2 separate regions of the Zea mays genome follow, and region 2 is linked to region 1. A link is a contact called in public Hi-C data. All regions are on one chromosome and are shown on one strand. The core of a region is the stretch at or near the end of the contact, and the rest is flanking DNA. Distances in the headings are between cores, read along the strand shown. Region 1 holds the start of LOC100278423 (Nuclear factor 1 A-type). Region 2 holds the start of LOC100280534 (delta DNA polymerase).

What was found. Hi-C and Micro-C count contacts between places; a contact is called where the count stands out from the background.
Region 2: a contact with region 1 is called in a Hi-C map of ear, with 2.5 times the contacts expected there. The contact joins the promoter of LOC100280534 here to the promoter of LOC100278423 in region 1. A contact is called at or near these places in 3 of 25 Hi-C or Micro-C datasets (ear, leaf and tassel).

The regions. Positions count from the first base shown.
Region 1 is chr10:76,278,022-76,285,747 of Zm-B73-REFERENCE-NAM-5.0, reverse strand. LOC100278423 (Nuclear factor 1 A-type) reads left to right here and starts at 4,014. Exons shown (of 3, transcript NM_001313771.1): 1 at 4,014-4,501.
Region 2 is chr10:76,803,576-76,811,301 of Zm-B73-REFERENCE-NAM-5.0, reverse strand. It overlaps LOC100280534 (delta DNA polymerase), which reads right to left and starts at 4,055. Exons shown (of 2, transcript NM_001153453.1): 1 at 3,763-4,055; 2 at 3,190-3,672. The coding sequence starts at 3,934. The coding sequence ends at 3,455. It overlaps LOC100216706 (MOB kinase activator-like 1B), which reads left to right. Exons shown (of 7, transcript NM_001359481.1): 5 at 1,602-1,735; 6 at 1,833-1,996; 7 at 2,114-2,557. The coding sequence ends at 2,188.

The sequences.
Region 1 (7,726 bases), core at 2,765-5,264:
TATTACAACCATATCATATATATTAGAAACTCTAACGAACTCGAACCCAAATTTGTTACATGATAAATCTAATCTGGTACTTATCTATTACAATCATATCCTATATATTAGTTACTCTAACAAACTCGAACCCAAATCTGGTACATGATAGATCTAATCTCGTACTTATCTGTTACAATCTTATCTTATCTATTAGGAACTCTAACTTATCTCTTTTATTCCAACAATATTGTTGTTAATTTATACTAATAATATTAGACTTTCAATTTAAATAAATCTTAGAACATATTTTTATTTAAAATTTTAAATTAATAATTTTTTGGGTGTTAAACGTTAGCTGAAAGGAGTATTTTCTTAAATATCTTATTGTGATATCCTAATTTGTATTGACTTTACCTAAAGGACGTCGTTTACAAACAAACCAACCAACATACATCAATCCATTATATTAGCTTGTATTTCTAATTTCTGCTTTCTATTTTAAATTTAAAATTCAAGTCTAATTTAGAGCTAAGTTAAATTTTATATTTCAAGCATAAATTGCAACAACGAAAAAACTCGACATGAATGCAAAGCATTTTTATTAATTATTTTATCCATTTAAGAAAATGAAAATTAGTAGGAATAATTCATGTAAGATGTTTTACAATAATAATTATTAAAGAAAATAATTCAAACACATAACCACATTTTAGGAGTATAATAAAATAAATTTATAATCTTCACATATTTATTTAAAAGGATATAATTTCTTATGTAAAATCTATATTAAGAGATAGTTTAACTTAATTCTTTTTTAGAATAAATCTTTAACACAAAGGATAGTTCACATAAAAATCTTTTAGGTAATCTATTATTTGAAAACACATTTATTTAAACCATGAAATGAGTTTTACTAATTTATCTAGAATAGGATTTTGGAGTGTTACATGGTGGTTCCCTGTGAGCTCTTCAACAAAGTTTGTAAAGAGGCTGCAGTGGTGATTGAGAGAGGCGTTTTGCTTGCCTCGTCAGAGAGGTGAAAAGCAACACTAGTGAAATCGAGTTTGGGAGATTCATTGACCAACCGGGCTCAAGAGATCAAGCGGAGTCTTGATAGATGAGCAGTTGGGTGCTTTGAATCCACCTCAATGTGGACTAGGGGTGACAGGCAAGTCATCGACACCACGGGGAAAAATCATTTGGTCAAGTGGCATCATCTCCCTGTTGGTTTGCAACTTTCCTCACTAGCTTGTATTTACTTGTTCATATACTTATGCTACTGAATATTTGTTTCTCTTACATGCTCTTGTATATTTAGTCATAGTTGTTATAAAATAGTTACTCTCTTATTGTTAGCCTGTGTAGCTAATTCGTTTTGCTTAGCTTGTGTGGCTAAGTAGTTGTTTCTCTCTAGTTGTGCTTGTGTAGTGCAACTAGTGAGTTGTGCTAGTAGTTCTTGTGCTTTGTGTGCTTTTCTTACTAGTCTGTTTAGGAGCTTTCGGTGTACTTAAAATTATAGTTGCATATGTTTGTATGACCTTGATAACTAGACTTCTGTAGGAGAGCTCTTTCTCTAGCTTGGCACCTTAGTTGCTTCTATTAGGATCTTTTGTAAGGTGATTAATTTGTTATAGTTAGAGGGGTGTAGTTTTGTCTAGACCAAAGAGTATAAATTTCACATTTATTAGTATTAGCCAACATAATTAGTTTTAGAAAGGACTATTCACCCCCTGTAGTTCGCCATCTCGACCCTACACCATCTCCAATTGATCATGATCCTTGACCAAGTCAATATGGGCAACCAGATGATTCCCATAGCGGACTACAAAGTCCTGATATTCATCATCAAATACGGGAATATTTACTTTACGCAACACTTCTTCAATGTATGGATTTGAACTGAAGCAATGAATGGCAAACTACAAAACTTAAAGAATGACTAACCTTTGAAGAAAATTACCTCTCGATTTTGTGGTAACTAAAGATGGACCTGGTGCCATCAAGGGATCGGTCGATGCGACCAAGTGCTAAGTAGTTAGGGACTCGGTCAACGCAACCAAGAGCTCGACCGACGTAGTTGTGGCTGCTGCGGTAGCAATAGTGGCAGTGGGTGTGGCTAGAGACACCCTAGAAGATGTCGTGGAAGCCTGTACTGCACCCTTGGGGCCTTTGGGAGCCTCGGTCGAAAAAGGCATCTCGACCAAGGACTCTGCATGCGCTAGCTAGTGGGCTAGGCTTAGGTGGTGTAGAGTTCGTCTTATCTTTAGGCTATCCACAACACTTCCGGTGTGACCACTCTCTCCCCTTGAATAGGACACCTCTATATGTTGTATCACTTGCCTCTATACCTGTCCCCCTAAGCTAGAGGGATGTTCTCTCTCCCCTTATTTCAGAGGGCACACTATCTTGCTTTGTTCATAGAAGATGATGGGGAAAGCCGGGAAGGAGGAGGTGGATGGTGTACGACGACCAAATGTAAATTATTTTATTTATGCATAGTGGATGAAGGGTTGTGATTAAGGGGAAACCGTTGAAGATGGAAGTGATATAGGAGGAGAGATAATACTGGTGTGGTATGATATTGGGATGTGGGGGGCAAAATTTAAGATCAACTATTGCACATTGTCTTAAGCAGCTCTATTGATGCCCTATCATGTTCAATACCTAAAGAAGCTAGGGCTCGAACATTGTTGTTCGATGTGTCAACTTGAATAGTTTTCAACATTTTTCACTGATCATTGCATCGGAATCGGATGCCTGAGACAGGTTTGTGTGTGTTGTAGAAGGTGAGCTATAAAATAAGTAGCATCTAGGACTAGGATATAGTATCCCCCTAAGAAGATTGTGTTTGAGTCAGGTTCATAGCTAAAATGTCATCTCGAACACAATCGTTCGGGCCATAGAAATAAAAATGATGTAGAATCAAATCATAGGAATAGTTCGCCGATCGTGCTCGTGAAGGATAGCGGTAGCAATTGTACCGGTAGTAACAACAACAACAACAAAAGTAATAATAGAGAAACAGGGCCCACATGCCTGTGAAACACTCAATTACTCAAGCACGAGCTTGTTCGGAAATTCCTGCGTCGGGAATCCGATTGTAGTGCTACAATACATACACTGCAGGTACATGTACATCCATACAGTCAGGGGCGAAGCCAAGGGGGTGGGGCAGGGGCCTTGCCCCCCTAACCATCCCATATTGTTTATGAAACATGGATAAATTTCTCTATCAAGTAAAAATTTGTCGTATTTCTGAATCATCAAATTCGCCGCTAAGTAATAAAATTGATGAATTCAGCTCAAAGTTGTCACCAGATAGTTGTTGTGTGCACGACAAATTTGGTGCTTCACCTTTATTATACAACCAACTAGAGCCAAATACATTACGATCACTTGTTGATTTGATAATAGCCTTGTCAAATTGTGTAAAAGTTTCATGTATCAAATGGTTTACGGATTATTAAGATTAATGGTTACCCTTCGAGTCTCAACTACAACAACTAAGAGAGCCTTTTAGCTACAAAACTTATCAAAACACATCTATAAAATAAAATAGGAGATGACTTTATGTGAAGTTACTTCATCATCTATATTAATATAAAATTGATAGCTATGATCAAATCTCCTGACATAATCGAAGCTTTTGATTTGGCCAATCAACATAGAAACAAATTATTTTGATCTCGATTAAAGTTACTTAATATACAATTTTATGATGCAAGTCTTTTTTTTATTAATTTATTATCTATGTATAAAAAAATGTTAAACTAAATTAGTATATGTGTATATATTCTAAGATTTTTTCACCTTTTATTATTTAATGAATTACTCGCCCCTCCTATACCATAATCCTGGCCGCCCCTGCATACAGTGCGAAAATGCGAGCGGACTAGTTGACTGACCTCGCCGGAGTGGGTCGCCGTCGTTCCAGGCTGTCGGAAAGCGAGGCCGCAAGTGGGGGCTCGGTGCGCTCCAGCTGGCTCTCATTCCGCTGCCGTCATCTCTCATCCCGTGCGACACTCCACAGCATCCATCAACTCAACATCATCAGCTCGCGTTGCGTGCTCGGCCCGCCTAATCCTCTTTCTTTAGCTCAAGACCGGCGACTAAATTTGGCGCCAGCCGGCAGCAGGGGGTATAAGTAGTCGCCGCCGCCGTCTTCCTCGCACCTCCCCGCTCCGCTCTCCCTTGTCGAGTTCTCAGCACCGGCCGATCCATCCTCCTCCGCCTCCCTCGGTTCGGCCTCTGGCCTGCACACCATGAACTCTCGCTTCCGGAGCCTCTGGAGAGCCATGGCTGGGGCTTTGCAGCCGCCGTGCCGCCTCGGAGCTGCCGCGTGTAGCTTGCTCGCTAAGCAGCAGCTATAGTAGCTGAGCGAGTGCGTCCATCGATCGGAGTCGTCCACCTCCGTCTCCCTTTGCGATTCGGCGTCGTGAACTCGTGTTCTTGAGCGTGGGGGCAAGGGGCAGAGCAACAAGGAGACACTTCTTCTTCTTCTTTACAACAAATAAGAAAGGTAAATTTCAGTCCAATTCAGTTCTATATGTTTAAGTTCCTTTCCGTTGCTCCTGAAGACCTGAACAGAACCTTTTAAATTTGGCGTCTATCTTACTATCTACATACATACAGTTCTAAACAGCAAGACATGCCTACTACTTTCAGACATAGAAGCATGCGTGTATGTGCATATACATACATGTATCTACTACTATACTAGTATCAATTTCTTGTGTTAAGCATGTACTCTTGATGACTAGTACTTTTTAATTTGTAACTGGGGAGTGGACGAGTGATTGGGGGGGGGGGGGGGGGGGGGTCTGGGCTTTTGCTTCATTTTGTTCTAGAAAAGCAAAGCAATCAGAGGGATGGAAAGAGGAAGGAGAAAAGAAAGGGGGGCACATGCAGACGGCTGACTGACCGCGTTGTTGCCAGCGCAACACATCTCTTCTTCCTCGTCTGACCGGGACTCGCACACGCTTTGCTTTTGTTCTGGTCCTCCTTTGCATGGTGGTTCTGGTCTCTTTTTATCTCCCCCCTGCCTTTTGTCCTTTGAGGATCAAAAGGCCTGCGATTCCAACAAATCCTCCAACCAAGCAATAAAGTTTTGGACGAAAAAAACAAAGATGTAACGAACTCACACCAACTCTGTTTGATTGTTTCCAGTCTATTTCTCCCCCAATCTAGCACCTCAATTATGGAGCTATGGCCTCTTCTGGTTCTTCCTATCTAGAGTTGATTTACAAATGGATGAGATAGAAGAGCTAGAAGTAAAGAATTCATCTTTTTTTTTGCTGACCTATACATGCGACATGGGGTTGAATTAATAACTGAACGAACCCAAGAGTCCAAGACAAGAAAGAAACCGATGAAGTCATTCTCTGTTCCTGAATCTTGATCCGTCACGCCCGGCCATGGAAATGAGGTCAGAAGACTAGCCACTAGATAATACAGAGGGCATGGCGGTCAGAAGAACAAGAACTTGGACTTGGAGCTGCATCTGAAGGGGAGCGCGGTGCCGTTGGGCCAGAAGAAGCGGAGCTGGCACGCCAGGCGCGTCCACTGGTCGATGGCGACGATCCCCGCGACCTTCCATCGCGTCCGGGCCTCCCCCTCCACCCGGAACGGCACCACGCCGTCGCGGAGCGCGGCCTCCATGGCAGCGCTGCCGGCGTCGCCCAGCGGGACGCCCTGCGCGCGCGCCACGTACGCCAGCGGGAGGACGCCCCTGGCGGGCACGCGGAACGGGTCGGCGCGGAGCACCGCCAGCGTCGCGCCGGCGAACGCGAGGCGGCACTCGAGGCGCGAGAAGTAGGCCGCCGAGTGCGCGTTGCCGTTGCGGGCCTCCACCCGGACCGTGAGCTGCACGTCGTCCAGCGCCCCCGTCTGCCCGTACACCAGCGTGTTCAGGCTCGCCGCCCGCACCGCCAAGTACGGCGCGCGGGGCTGCAGCAGCAGCACCACCACAAGAACGGCCACGGCGCCCAGCAGCACCACGACCGCCAGCACCGTGAACAGCACTACCGCCGCCCACTCCGCCGCGCCCGACCGGTGCCTCCTGAAGCTGTACCGTCGTGGACGCTGAGGCTCCTCCTCCTCGCGCCCCCTCCACGTCTGCCATTCCGCCGGCTGGAGAGCGCCGCGGCGGCCGGGGCTCTGCTGCTCACGGGCGCGCGGGTCATGGGCCGCGTGGCTGCCGCCGCCGCCAGGGGGCTCGATTCTGGTGGACGACATGGGAGGCTACAGCGATGGCCAGCAGCATGCCAGCATCAAGGAGAGAGGCGAGCTCAGGGCGGGGGGCGGGGCCGATATAGTGTAGCTAGCTTGCCTTGGGCGCGGTGCTGTGCGGCGTGGCGGCCGCCTTACGTGGGCGCTCGGCGAGTGGCGGCGACGTGGCCGTTGCCCAGCGCAGGAGGAGTTCGTTCGCGCTGTAGCGGGCAAAGGTTTGGTATCTCCCCTCCGCACGCCGGCCGGACCGGAGGAAGCTTTGGGCATCGGTTACTTAAAGAAATGGAAGCAAGGGAGCACGCTGCGCTTAGGCTACCTCACTGACAGCCACTGCCATGGCTGCCCTCCTTCGTTTCCCTTCCAGGGGCGATCAAATCAAACCACCAGTTTAATCATGGGTATCCCGCTCGTGGGAAGATGCCTTTGGCAGCCTGAACTTTTTATTAGAAATCGCAACGCAATGCAGCTTCGCATTGCACCGCAATCGAGCTGGAATGCTAATGACGTTTTCCACTGCTGCCATCATTGCAAAAGCACCCGATGCCTTTCGCTTTTCTGTTGCTCTGTTTGTTTAATCGACTTGGTCTTACTCTTGGTGGTGTTAACAATGCCTTTCGCAGTACTTTTGCAACAGTGCCTGTCAAAGGGAGAATATGCTGGGATTGGCATTCGCCTTTGTGGTATAAAATCTTGTGCAGGTTCGCTAAGGTTAGCCTAAATTCTAATAGAAAGCTTAAGGACGTGTTTGGCACGACTCTAGAGCAAATTTCTAAGTTCATAGTTACAAACTCTTTGAAGTTTTTAGAGTTGCAATATAAATGTTTGGAGTATTTTTTGCTGTTCCGAAATCTCTAAAAAGTTAACTAGACATGAAATTTAGAGTTATTTATCTGTCATTGCTACTGGTTATGAGAAAGCAATCTAAACTTTAGAATATACTTGCTCCATAGAGCCGTCATGCCAAATACACCCTAAGTATCATCTAGATACGGCCGAGCATGTTTTTTTTTCTCTCTCCAAAAAAATACGTTAGTTTTGTCATGATCCTAGTTAGACTAGAGTTGGATTATAAATATGTGAAACAAACACTTCGTTTTCTTTCCTCTTGAGCCCACTTTTGGGGAGACGGACTGTTTGGCATGTAGGCCGAACGGTCCGAACGGTATGCGGTGGTGGCACGGACGATTCGCGCGTGCGCAGAATCAGTTATGGTTTCGATTTTTTTACGGGATTTGTTAGCTAAATCTGCGAGATTAACTCGTGAACCGACTTATAACGGGTCCAGACCTCCCATTTATATAGATGAAGGGCTACGGGCGATTGAACCCCACAATCGATCAAATCAAATCTACTTAACGTTTTTACCTTATGCATTATGAGTAGTTCCAGTTTAGCCCTAGTTTAGCCTCCCTCTGTGTCAAATCTTCACTTCTCTTCGGCTTTACATCGACTAGAGGCGTCTTGGGTGGCCTATCGACGCCAAGATACACCTTAGGATCTCTCCTCATCGACGGGG
Region 2 (7,726 bases), core at 2,806-5,305, 530 kb before region 1:
TCGATGACTAGTTTATTTGCACAATTTGTAATTTTGCATACGGTGAACTGTTTCACCAAGGCTGCTATTTAATGATGACCCTTAGAGGCTAAGGTTGTGTCAGCAGAGCGTGCATATGGTAGTGCAAAACACTATTTTGCACCGTATATGACACTATTTACAGAGTGAAGTTTGAAATAGGAGGTGAGATAGGGAATAGAATAGGAAAACTGATGGAGGTAGCCTAATGGTCAGTTTGGATCAACTGTAGATTCTTGAAAATCTAATTCTAGTTGTGAGCTGTGAGAAAGTTGTTGTGAGTTGACAATTGTGAAAAACTAAAATTTGTTTGGTTGAAACAACCGTCAATTATAGATTCAATAAGATCATGACAACTTATAACATGGATGACAGGAATCTGAAAAATTCTGGGGTAGGAGGTCATTCTGAGGGGGTGTTTGGTTGCTCCTGCTAAAGTTTAGCCCGGGTCACATCAAGCGTTTGACTTTTAAATAGGAGTATGAAATATAGACCCAACCAACTGGACTAGATTCGTCTCGTCTTTTAATCTTCGGCTGACAAATTAGTTTTATAATCCGACTACATTTAATACCCGGAACGGAGGTTTAAACATTCGATGGGACATGGGCTAAATTTTAGCGGGGTGTAACCAAACACCCCCTGAATTGAACTAGAGGAATCTATAGATTTTTAGGAATCTATTCGGTTGTTGTAGCCGTTTGGTTGGGATTCCAGATTTTTGGCAGCGAATCTGGTTCAGTAAGCTGAACCAAACAGAACAAGTGTGTATCCTTGCTAAGTGCTATTTGCCATTGTAGTTTGTCTTCTTGCTAACTAGCAACTCATTTTCAGCCTTCACTGGGGTGATGGTGTGTCGTATGTGTCTGTGTTGTGTGTGTTTTGTGGGTGAGAGTGTGTGTTTTGTGTTTTGTGTTGTGTGTGTTCTGTTTGTCCCAGGCCTCGGGCCTTTTTCCCTCTACTTTAATTTAATGATACGCAACCCTCCTGCGTATTCGAGAATTTTTTTTCAGCCTTCACAGTGACATGATATCAACAATCTTCAAGAAACAATTAATCTGTTTCTCTAGAAGCTATGCATGCCTATAATTGTGAGGATGTCAAAGCAGAGGAATATGTGTATACCTAAAAAATGTATGCCTCATGGTTACCATTTCTTGATTTGGTCAGATGGGCTACAGTACCGCTGTGTATGGGTGGGGCAGAGGTCAGAGGTTTTCTCGACCTGCATGAGAAGGTCTTTTTAATATAATGCCAAGGGTTGTCTTACACCTCGCAAGTCGAGTTTTTTTAACTGCATTTGCACTTTCTTACAAGGCCATGCTCATTTTCACATGCTGCTCTATTGTATTTTGAATCTTGATAATGGATAGTCAACGCTATGCCTCTTTTTGAGAGAAGAAAATTTCCAAAAAGGACTTGTGGCCATGCCTTTTGTGGTGGCAAGCATTTAACAAGTTAGTATTTTGTCATATAACTCCAGCTGTTATAAATCGGTGCCCATAATCCTGTGATGCATACTCTTGGGAATCCAGTTTATATTTAGATCACATCATGACAGAACAAACATGAGGTTTATGCAGGTACGAGTACAGATGGGCTGATGGTGTGCAGATAAAGAAACCCATAGAGGTATCAGCACCAAAATATGTGGAGTATCTGATGGATTGGATTGAAGGCCAGCTTGACGATGAATCCATATTTCCTCAAAAACTTGGTATGTTGCTTTTTATTATGGATTTGTAGAGCTCTACCTGACATCGAATGCCATCTAGCGTGTTATCTAATTTGGATTTCGTTTCCCCTCTGTCAAGGCACGCCATTTCCACCGAACTTCAAGGAAGTAGTAAAGACAATATTCAAGCGCTTGTTTCGGGTCTATGCCCATACTTACCACTCCCATTTCCAGAAGATTGTTAGCCTTAAAGAGGAGGCCCATCTCAATACCTGTTTTAAGCACTTCATTCTGTTTACAAATGTAGGTCCCACATGATTCATGGCAATTGCTTTTTATACATCACAATTACAAATCTACATTCTTGTCCAGAAAAAAGAAGATGGCAGCAGTTAACATTCTTCGTTGTTTGGGCTGTAGGAGTTTGGCCTGATTGACAAGAAGGAGCTGGCTCCACTTCAGGAGCTCATCGAATCCATCATCGTTCCTTACTGAGAACACGGTTTGCTAAACATGGATACAGAGCTCTTAATGCTGATGCTGTGAAATTCAGTCTGTTTATGACAGCACTTTACTGCATAGAGCTTATTGTTCCCGTTATTAGACACAAGGACATGTCACATATGCGTGTATCTGTGTTGTTTCTTCCTGATCATGCTGACCATGTAAGTACTGTCATATCAGCTATAGAACGGCGATGATAATGTACTGCAGAAAGAAAAAAAACACGAGAAAGCTGAGTTGGGGCTATAAATTGCATATTGGCACTTATCGAGTATAGAATAGATCTCCTTCTCTTTCTTCTTACAAACAGAATTGACTTGTTATTTTTAATGGAATGAAATAAATATTCACGCTTTTTGACATAGAATCCCCTTGAAGGGTTGGGTATATAGAATATGTATATATATAGTCTTTTCCAATGCGATAAAATAAAGCGATATCATGTCTATTTTTCTTTGCTAAAGAGGTATTTCCATGGGTTTGCCTTGGTATCGTGTTCATACTGTTGTATTGAATGATCTAGGTCGATTGCTTTCGGTGCATATAATGCACACAACTCTAGTTTCTGGTTAGGCTGGTTCGATGGCTTTATACGAATTAGCGGTTTTTAGTCCCTCTGATCCTGTTCTGGTTGAAGGGTATGTTCGTCCATCCCCTTCATGACTCGTTTAGGAAACAACCCAATGAAACTGCAACAGAACACACGAAAGAAATGTCAGGTATGCAGTTGTTTTAATTTTGCCCTCCCCTAAGTCAAACTGCTCCAATTTTGATCAAGTTTATAGACAAATATTTATACGCAAAAGCAAATAAATGTGACTCAAACGAGTTAATGTACTAGATGTTTGATCCAGTTCTGTATAAATTTGGTCAAACTTAGTACAAACTTAATTCGTCGTATAATGTAGAACAAACTATGCTGGGCAGTATTCAGCAGTACTAGAACAATCCAATGAAACTGCAACAGAAGAACACACGAAAGAAATGCCATGTTGCTGGAAGACATGCCATTTCTGCTCTGATCACAAACAACACACCAGACATGAAGGGTTCATCATCATGTGGATACTAGAGGCAACACAACACGTGACAGGCACAGATGGTACTACTACTGGTGCCACTGCTACCACGAGATGCGGTAGACGGGAGCAGAACGGATGGACGCGACACCGCATCTCCAACACAGAGCTAGTACTGAACACTGATGGAGCATGTCGGCGAAACGCGGGGAATGTGCACCCCGCCGCCGCCAGTAGCCTAGACGCGGCCCTCCCAGAGGCAGGGCTGTTCGTCGGCGCAGAGGGCGAGGAGCGCCGGCGGCGGTGCGAGGCCGAGCGCGGCGGCGCGGCGCCACCGCTGGGCGCGGGTGACGCCGAGGCATGGCCCGTAGCGCGTGTCCATGTCGAACTCGCGGCCCGCCCTCTCCCGCTGCTCCGCCTCCGCCTCCTCCTGCTGGCGGCTGCCGGCGCCGTGATCTGCGGTGACGAGAGACGAATCAAAATCGAATCAATCGGTCGATCCGCCGGTACTGCCGCGGAAGCGAACAGCGATCGGGGGATTCGGACCGGGATCGGTACATGGGGCCGGGTGGACGTTGGTGGCGAGTGCGGCCTTCTTGTGGTGATGCGCCGCCGCCTTCTTGGAGACGCCGCCAGTGGGCTTGGTAGTGGCGGCGGCGGCGTGCGTCTTCTGCTGACGGAAGAAGGACTTCATGTCGCCTCCGCCGCCCCTCGTCATGGCTCCGGCGATCTCTCTCCTGCTGATGGCGCTGCTGGTGGCGCTGGGTTGACCGTTGAAGAGGATGGGAATGGGTTGGAAACTTGGAATGCGGCAGCAGAGGAGTGGGCTTGGTGGATTTGGATTGAGAGGGGGTTGCTGTTTATTTATATATTAGGGTGGCTGCACCCGACGGCGCTGCGGCCGTTGTGAGAGGCGATTCGAATTTTTTTGAACTTTCAAATTGGCGTGCGTGCGGTCGTGTACTCGTGCGTCGTGCGAGTTCCTTCTTCGAGAATCTACTTCCATCTGGCCAGCCATCCGTCCGTCGTGGCTCCAAAGTGGGCCCATCTGCTGGCTGCTGCAGCGTGACATGTCAATACTTTTTGAGAAAATTCCCTCATTGCCATCATCAAAACCTAAATCGATCTCGTATGCCATTAAAAATTATGAGCTCCCCTTCAATACCATCAATTTAGATTTTAAGTCCCTTAATTATCATTACCGTTAGTGCTGCCATCTACCGCCGTTACTAGCTTATTTGAACCCACTCGTCATACCCTCAGCTTTGTTCCTATCATTTCTCTGTCCATTCAGTCCACTAGCTCCTTGTACCGCTCGGAATAGAACACCTCGGCGATGGTAGTGCCCGCCATCGCCACAATGTCAGTCAGCGGGGACAACGACACGGCCTCCGAGGTAGCATACCGCGTGAACTCGGTATCCAGCGTCTGTTGTACCATGGCAGGGCTCATGACTGGAAGAGCAATGTCCGCCTATGGAGGGGAGGCACCCACGAGAGGCCGCCGGTGCGGAGCAGCTCCGCCCGCACGCTGGGCAGTGCTATCAGGCTGGGTTCGTCCACGATCAGGGTGGTTGGTCACCCACTGTAGCACGAACCCGCTGCACTACGTGCGAACCGCACCAGCTGCAGCGCGCGACAACGCAAGGTCTTGCCGGAACGGCATCGCGATGCAGCCCAGCGACTCAGCGAGCGGTCGGCGTTGGTGAAGTCGGCGTCCATTAGCCTTACGCAGCGTGTGCCACCACGAGCTCTGCGCCGGCGTTGTCGCAGGCGATCTCGGGCACGCCGGTGTCGGTGTTGGCGACGACACGGCCGACGAAGGGGAAGAAGAAGTGGGCGAGCTGCCAACATTGCGGACGACGCCTCCTTCGTAGACGATCGCGTTCCAAGCGACACGGTCCCTGGCAGTCATCCGATCAAACACCCTGCGTGTGTCGGCGGGGCTGCGACACTTAGAAACACATGTCAGCGAGCGTCGTGGCAATGAGGGACTGCCAGGACACTTAGAAGATGCCATTCAAGCTGTGCGTGGACGACGCGGCCTGTGGCGAGGTCGGCAGGAACATATGTTAGTGTTTGACAAGTGGGCCCATACGAACGAGTAACGGTATCAAATGGTAACCGTGACGGCGATGGCATTAAAGGGACTCAAAATCTAAATCGATGGTTTCGAAGGAAGCTTATAATTTGTAATGGCACACAGAGGATTCATATATGTTTTGATGGCATTGAGGGAATTTGCTCACTACTTTTTGTTCGGCCTCAAGCAGATCCAAGCAGTACAACTAAAGCTATAACAGACCAGTCCAGTTAGGCCATCTCCGGTAGATCTCTATCCCATCCTTTATCACATTTCTTATTTTAAACTTCACACTAAAATGATATTAAACAGTGTGTTGACGCCTTTTTGGAGCGCCAAATACTCAAGAAGAACCGGCGGCGGTGCTCTCTGGTCAGGCGCGGACGGTCCACGGCCTGGGGCCGGACGGTCCGCGACCTGGTGCAAGAGCACGGGTTCCCTGCCTGACGGTCGGACAGTCCGCGCCCTAGGGCCGGACGGTCCGCGCGTGCGCAGGGGCGGCGGAAGACCGCCGGCGGCGCCTGGATCTCGCTCCCGGGAGGGACCCCGTCGGGGAGGAGAGATCCTAGGAGTTGTTTAGGCTCGGGCAGGCCGACCTAGACTCCTCTAATCGACGTAGAGTCGAGGAGAGGTGGAGAATTTGGGGATTGGAAGGCTAAACTAGGGCTAAACTAGAACTACTCCTAAGATAAAATGCGAAATAGAAGTTGTATTGATTCGATTGATGATTACAAATCGGCCGTATACCTCTCTATTTATAGAGGAGGGGGCTGGACCCTTTACAAACTAATTTCCGAGCTTTTCCCGTGATTTTAGCTAACAACCGTAGCACAAAACTCGGAACCCTAATCTGCTCTGCGCACGCGCGGACCGTCCGGCCCCCAGGCGCGGACTGTCCGGACCGCGGACCATCCGGCCTCAGGGCCGGACCGTCCGCAAGCCTCAATATGGTGCTCAACATATGCCCCCCTGCCTTTTGGTGGAGCTGAGCAAACCAAAAGCAACTAACTCGATGTGATTACATCGGTTCTCTTAGGCATCTTGCCATATACTAGGATGGTACTGTTTGAGGAAACGTCCATTCAAAGCCTTAGGCAAATCCTTGCCTTGTAATGTTTGTAACAAATAGGCGTTGCCAGACATTACCTGTTTTACTTTATAAGGACCCTCCCAGCTTGGCGACCATTTCCCGAACTTCCGGTCTTTATTCCTTAGAGGCAGAATAGTCTTCCACACCAGGTCCCCTACTTGAAATGATTTTGCTTTGACCTTCTTGTTGTAGGCCTTGGCTACCATGATCTTGTCCTTTTCTATTGCTCCCAAAGCTATCATCCTCTTGTCGGTCACCTCATCAATATTATCCATCATTGAATTATAATAATCAGTAGCAGTTAGATCATTTTGTCTGGCGAACCTGACTGCATTCAAACTTATTTCCACAGGTGAAAGTCGCCTAGGGGGGGGTGAATAGGGCAAAACTGAAATTCTCAAATATAATCACAACTACAAGCCGGGTTAGCATTAGAAATATAATAGAGTCCGCGAGAGAGGGCGCAAAATAAATCGCAAGCGAATAAGGAGTGTGACACGTGGATTTGTTTTACCGAGGTCCGGTTCTCGCAAACCTACTCCCCGTTGAGGAGGCCACAAAGGTCGGGTCTCTTTCAACCCTTACCCTCTCTCAAACGATCCCTCGGACCGAGTGAGCTTTCTCTTCCCAATCACTTGGAACACAAAGTTCCCGCAAGGACCACCACAAGATTGGTGTCTCTTGCCTCAATTACAAGTGAGTATTATCGCAATGAAGAATCAAGAAAGAAGAAAGAAATCCAAGTGCAAGAGCTCGAAAGAACACAAGCAAATCTCTCTCACTAGTCACTAGGGCGTTGTGTGGAGTTTGGAGAGGATTTGATCTCTTTGGTGTGTCTAGAATTGAATGCTAGAGCTCTTGTAAGTAGTTGAGAAGTGGAAAACTTGGATGCCTTGAATGGTGGGTGGTTGGGGGTATTTATAGCCCCAACCACCAAACTAGCCGTTTGGTGGGGCTGTCTGTCGCATGGTGCACCAGACAGTCCAGTGTACACCGGACATGTCCGGTGCGCCAGCCACGTCACCAAACCCGTTGGGATTCGACCGTTGGAGTTCTGTCTTCTGGGCCCGCCTCGATGTCCAGTGGCGCACCGGACATGTACTGTAGAGTGTCCGGTGCGCCACTACGCGCGTGCCTGCCTTCTGCGCGCTCTAGCGCGCATTAATTGCTGTTGCAGGTGACCGTTGGCGCGAAGTAGCCGTTGCCCCGCAGTTACACCGGACAGTCCGGTGTACACCGGACATGTCCGGTGAATTATAGCGGAGCAGCCGCTGCGAATTCCCGAGGCTGCCAAGTTCCAGAGACGCGTCCTCATGGAGCACCGGACACTGTCCGGTG